Linked DNA regions of Mus musculus: region 1 is linked to region 2. A link is a contact called in public Hi-C data. All regions are on one chromosome and are shown on one strand. The core of a region is the stretch at or near the end of the contact, and the rest is flanking DNA. Distances in the headings are between cores, read along the strand shown. Region 1 has its middle 76 kb from the start of Gm26688. Region 2 overlaps Ofcc1 (orofacial cleft 1 candidate 1).

Evidence for each region. Hi-C and Micro-C count contacts between places; a contact is called where the count stands out from the background.
Region 1: a contact with region 2 is called in a Hi-C map of cerebral cortex, with 5 times the contacts expected there. The contact joins two enhancer-like sites. A contact is called at or near these places in 1 of 484 Hi-C or Micro-C datasets (cerebral cortex) and 1 of 9 other capture datasets (embryonic stem cells).

Annotation. Positions count from the first base shown.
Region 1 is chr13:40,650,358-40,653,057 of GRCm38.p6, reverse strand. No RefSeq gene overlaps it. Among named protein-coding and RNA genes, the nearest start is that of Gm26688, 76 kb to the left of the region's middle. Within about 2 kb of position 1,292, at least 62 of the 459 cell types and tissues checked have an H3K27ac peak or open chromatin away from gene starts, as enhancers often do. A contact at or near this core is called in cerebral cortex, where this site is marked.
Region 2 is chr13:40,036,004-40,038,703 of GRCm38.p6, reverse strand. All of the region lies in intron 16 of Ofcc1 (orofacial cleft 1 candidate 1), which reads left to right. Among named protein-coding and RNA genes, the nearest start is that of Gm40924, 110 kb to the right of the region's middle. Within about 2 kb of position 1,418, at least 15 of the 459 cell types and tissues checked have an H3K27ac peak or open chromatin away from gene starts, as enhancers often do. A contact at or near this core is called in cerebral cortex, where this site is marked.

The DNA of each region.
Region 1 (2,700 bases), core at 43-2,542, 610 kb before region 2:
ATTAGGAGATAATAACAGCATTTTTTATTTTTGTTGTAATTATGATTCAAAAAGAAATGCACAACAACACTCATCTGTATTCGAGGAATGTGGGGCTGGCCTGAGAGTCCTAGCTCTGCCGAGAGAGTCGGTCACTTGTGAGAGAGTGGGTAGTTAAACACCTTAAAATGGCTAGGATCTTGGAAGGCAAAGGTGGAACATGATATTCCGTGACCCTTATCCTTCACCGGTGAAAGTTATTCTATTTATGTATTCTATTCTATACCATTTATGCTTCTCTTCACCTGGAGAAGCATCAAGAAAGAAGCAGGAGCTAGGAGTCTGCTCTGTCACCTTGGGGAATCAGGTAGGGATATAAACAAGGCTGGTAGTGGGTGGGATGCCCAGTGTGGCTTTTATGGGCGAATAGAAAAAGAGAACGGAATTCTCCGGTGGAGATATTCATGGTAGGTGTGGGCAAGAAGCAAATGCCTGGGGAGACTGGTTAGCAGAGGTGCCACATGCAGAACATTAGTGAGCACAGAAGAGGAGCAAAGCTAATGACAGAGCACAGTTGTTCCTGAGCATCTGCAGAGGACTGGCCCCATGATCTCCCTTGTGGACCCAGACTTGCAAGTGCTCAAGTCTTTCCTACAAAATGATGGTATTTGCACATGACCTACACATATCCTTCTGTATGCTTTCAATACCCAATATACAACAAGTATGTAGGAACTGTTATACTGTATATGTTAGGGAAATGGTAAAAACAAAACAAAACAAATACAATCAGAGAGGTTGGGGATGTAGCTCAGTGATAGAGCATTTATCTGGGTTTAAACCTCTACACTCCAGAATAGAAAGAAAACCTTCAAGCATTCAGTGGGATGCAGAGTTCTCCCTGAATACTTTTTTTTTTTCTGCAGTTGGCTGAATCCATGAGTGTGGCTTCCATGGCTATTGAAGGCTGGCTGTATGTAGCATCAGTTTCTAGAAGTTGCCAGACATCTCTAGAGTATCCCGAAGATTTGGAGAACTACCGGACTTTCTCCACGAGGAGGCCAGTGCCAACCCAGACAGAACATGATCAGTACAAGTCTTCCACTTGGGTTGATCTTAACAGAATTTCATCTCACGCAATGCATTATACACAAGACAGTGGCGGCCTCTTTCCACTGGTGGCTCTGTGTTCATTTGTGTAAGATGTACATGGCTGTCCCGACTCAAACCAGCTGTAGCTCTGACCACCCCCCTCCGCCGGCCCAATCCTGGAGGAAGAAGGTATCTTCAGAGACTCCTTTCCATCTGTCACCTACCCACAATTCACCGTGGATTCTTTGAGTGAGAACCACTGCACACAGCATAGATATTCTTACTGCCCATCATGACCTGGATTTGGCAAGAGAAAATTCAGAATCTTGCATTTTCTCCATTTCTTGGTGACATTGTTTTTTATTTTTTTAAATTCTCTTCACAAAAGGCCACCATTGAAAGGATTGAAGACTATGAAAATAAATAGTTCTCTGTCCTTCTGTTGGAAATGCTGTGGTCTTGGGCCGATTTGATAAAACAGGATGTCAGAAGAGGAGGAAAAAGGGAGACAGAACAGCAGAGCTCTGAATTTAGAAACCTTGCTGCACTCTCTGGATCTGATTTGGCCTGAGAACGCATCAGATAAAAATAACAAGTGGCGGGCGCAGCAGAGGACAGATCTGCAAGCGTCTTCTCTGCCCGGGGCCGCGCATGCCCAGTCTGCACCTTTTTTGGTGGTGAAGCACCGAACTGCATTCCCGAGCAGAAGGCCAGAGTGAGAAAGGGCCAGTGTTTGATGTATGAGCTTTGGCTTGCCATCGTGAGTCACCCCAGAACTAGCTGCAGGCAAAACAAAAATCTTTTGTGATTAATTAGAAAAACTGGACGCTTATGAATTGACTGCACACAGCCGGGGTATGGTAATATAAATAGTAATGACTCCGGCGCGCCTGATGAACACTCGTGTTTATATGAGATCACTGGAGAAAGGCAAAATTTTAACATGGAATCTGCTGAAATGGGATGACTTCTGATCTTGGACAATTTGAGGGTCTTGACTGAGATTTTAACTGATGCCTTCCAAAGGGGTTCAAGATGACCTTTTCTTCTCACACCCGTCCAAACTGTGCCAAAGCAGTCTTTTGCTCTTTACTTCATTTTTGCTTTTTGCTTTTTTATTTTAATTTTTTTAAAGATTGAACCCAAACATCCCTTTCGGCATCTCTCTGGAATCCCTCCCATCTTTTGCAAACCTCCCTTCCTGCACATGGAGTGGACATGTGGTTATTTTGCCCCTTTGGTCATGTCTGCTTCTTAGAAACAGGACTTGAACAAAGATATGTTTCGATTTTGAGACACTAGCTGTCTTATTATTCGAGGGAAGAGGCCAGTAGCAGCAGCAAGCTTTGAGGTCAGGGAACTCAAAGATCAGAATATTCTAGTGAGTTTCCTCTAGCAAATGGTTTATTCTATTTGGGGAATGTCAAGTGGATAGGCCTGTACACTATAAAGTGTAGAGTGGGGCTTTTAATAAGCACACACACACACACACACACACACACACTTACTTGCCTTGCTTCACTCTCTCTTCTCTTTGAACATCCCCCATTCTAAAGCTAGCGGATTATTATGATTCTTTCGTTTCAAGGAAGTTCCTGATGAAAAAACAATTAAACCCTGACAGTGCCT
Region 2 (2,700 bases), core at 169-2,668:
ATAAATAGTGTAGCCCTTGGTAGACTGATGGTGCTCCAGTGGATGGCACCATATCCATGAGTCTGGGAGAAACTTAATCTTCATTTAGTGAGTTATTAAAAGCAAAAGAAATTAAAACTGACAGAGGTCATGAGACTGGGAAAGTGTATGGTTAAGAGTGGATCCAAGAAGAGTTAGGGAGGTGAGTGGGGGCTTCATCTAATCAAACTACATTGCATACATATTTTAAATTCTCAAAGAGTTGATAAAAATGTATTTTCAGAAGGAAATTATAGAAAAAGAGAAATACAAAAGTCAAAACAGAAGCACAAAAAAATGGAAGGAAATAAAAAAGAATGGAGGGAATAAGTCAGAGACACATGCTCAGGCAAACTGTCCATTTCCATCAGAGCCAGAGCCCTGGATCAAGGCTCCCACCCTGAACCCTGGATTCCCATGCTCTGTGAAGGCAGGCTTCCCATTGTTTTGTAGTCTGTGTACTAATAAGTTTAGTAAACTTAAAATGAGAAAAAGTAGGTAAGATGAAACTGTGTAGTTCTGTGTGAGATGATAGATGCTAAATATAATTGTCTGTGTGATTTTTGTTGGACTTGGAGAGACAGCTGGCTCTCTGTGGGTTTCACAAAAAGATATCTACCTCACCAGGCCAGAACAGCGAGAAGGATGTTAACAGCACAGATGAAGATAGATCATTTGCCCAGACCCTCTGCTTGTCTTTGTAGGGATTTTTTTTTTTTTTTTTTTTTTTTTTTGCCTCCAGATTACGCAGATGGATGGTTTTATAGCCACTGAACATAGCACAGCTGTAGATTTGCTATGGAATAGAACCGAATCTTATCCAGAAATGGAAGGGATTATAGAAATATTATATTCAGATGCTGTTAGTGTGTGGACCACCCTACCCGATGGAGCTCAAACCCATCCTATAGGTTAATGACCCTCCAGTCACCTTTCAACTGTAGGAATATTCTCGAAATTGCATGTTTTCTCTCTTTTTCTTTTCTTTTTTAATATACATTTCGGCCAGATGCAAGAAATAATGATAATGTTGACCTCAACCCGTATCATTTTTCTGTAGCTCTTTTTCCTGAACCGGAGGCCTACTTAGCATGCAGCGATGTGCGGGCAAACTCCCAATATTCCCGTTGACAGCAGCAGAGTCCTCTAAGACGCGATTTTCCTTGTGATCCACTAATTTTCGAAATGATGGAATTTTACAGTTATTCATAAGGAGACCCCAGGAGCCTGAAACAATATTGAAATTAAGCTTAGTGTGTAGAAGCGTTATGCGCTTTCTCGCCCACCCCTCTCTCTGCCTTTGTGTCTGTTCTCCGAATGATAACACAACCATAAAAAGCTCACAGCCACACTGGAGTGAGTCCCTCTGCCTACACCTAGGGGTGGGAGGCCCCTGTAAATCTTGGCTCTCCTGTTGCTCAGAGATGATTAAAGTGTTCTGGCTTGCTCGGGTGCTTCTGTGCCTTCCTGCGTTTCCACTGCTCTTGCCAAGTACCAGCAGTTACCAACAGGGCTCCCTGGTTGGCCTCTGCCAAGTGAAATGTTTTGAAATTAAAAATCTGAAGAAATGATGCTTGATCAGGTGGTGTCCCTTCAGGAAGCTGCTTAACGGGAGGCCAAGGGGACTCAGCACCCCCTCCCAGTGGTGGCTCTGACACAGAGCTTGAATTTAAAGAAACAGGATTCCTTTCCTAAGTTAGACAATACGCTCACGGCCTCAAAAGAAAAACCTTTGTGTCTTGAGATATTAATTTTGAAGGGCAGAACAGATTTCTAACTGTAATACATGCTACTCTGGGAAAAATCTGGGGATGCTCACCAAAAGGAGAAAGTCAAAACAGCCCAAAGTTCACTAAAATTCAGATATATAGATATGAATATAAATATATAGAATATATAGAAAAATAATATAGAGAATAATTAATACATTTTTATCGTTTGATGTGATTAGAATACTTTCTAGAATTAGTTTGAAAGTCTATGAAGCTATGTTAATATTTATGTTAAATATTTATGTTAGTACATCAAGTTCCATTCCAAACCATACAATGGCCATTCTTTTTTCATATAAATCTTGGTTCACATATGTGATGCTTTTCTCATATCCATTTTCTAGAAATTTAATTATCAAGCTAAAACATAATATTTATTATCTATTTATTTGTTTATTTATTAATTTTTGAGACATAGTTTTTCTTATGCAGACTGTACTGGCTTTCAACTCACAGCAATCTTCTTGCTTCAGGCTCTCCAGTCCTAGAAGGACAAGCATCAGCCATGACATCTAGCTAACCCAAATCATCTTAAAAGACCCACTAGAGCACACCGTAGACATCAAAGCTGGCATTGTCACCGTGGAGTAAGGCTCACATTCAGCTTCGTCCTTTCCTGTACTGCGGACCTTCTCATAACCGGATTCGTTAATTTTAGCTGGCTCTTCATTATCTGGGATCCCTTGATTAATAATGGATTTGAATATATACCACATATATAGTACTTCTTTTCATTTCTTTCCAATTATTCACTTTCATCAATGGATGGTTTTTCTAATGCAAGTGACTGTTTTACCTTAGAGTATGTTACTACAGCAATATTAGATTTATTTTCCTATAATGTTATTATAAGCATATTTCTAGTTGTCACTAGCCTTTGAGTAATAATTATAATCCTGAACTCTCAACA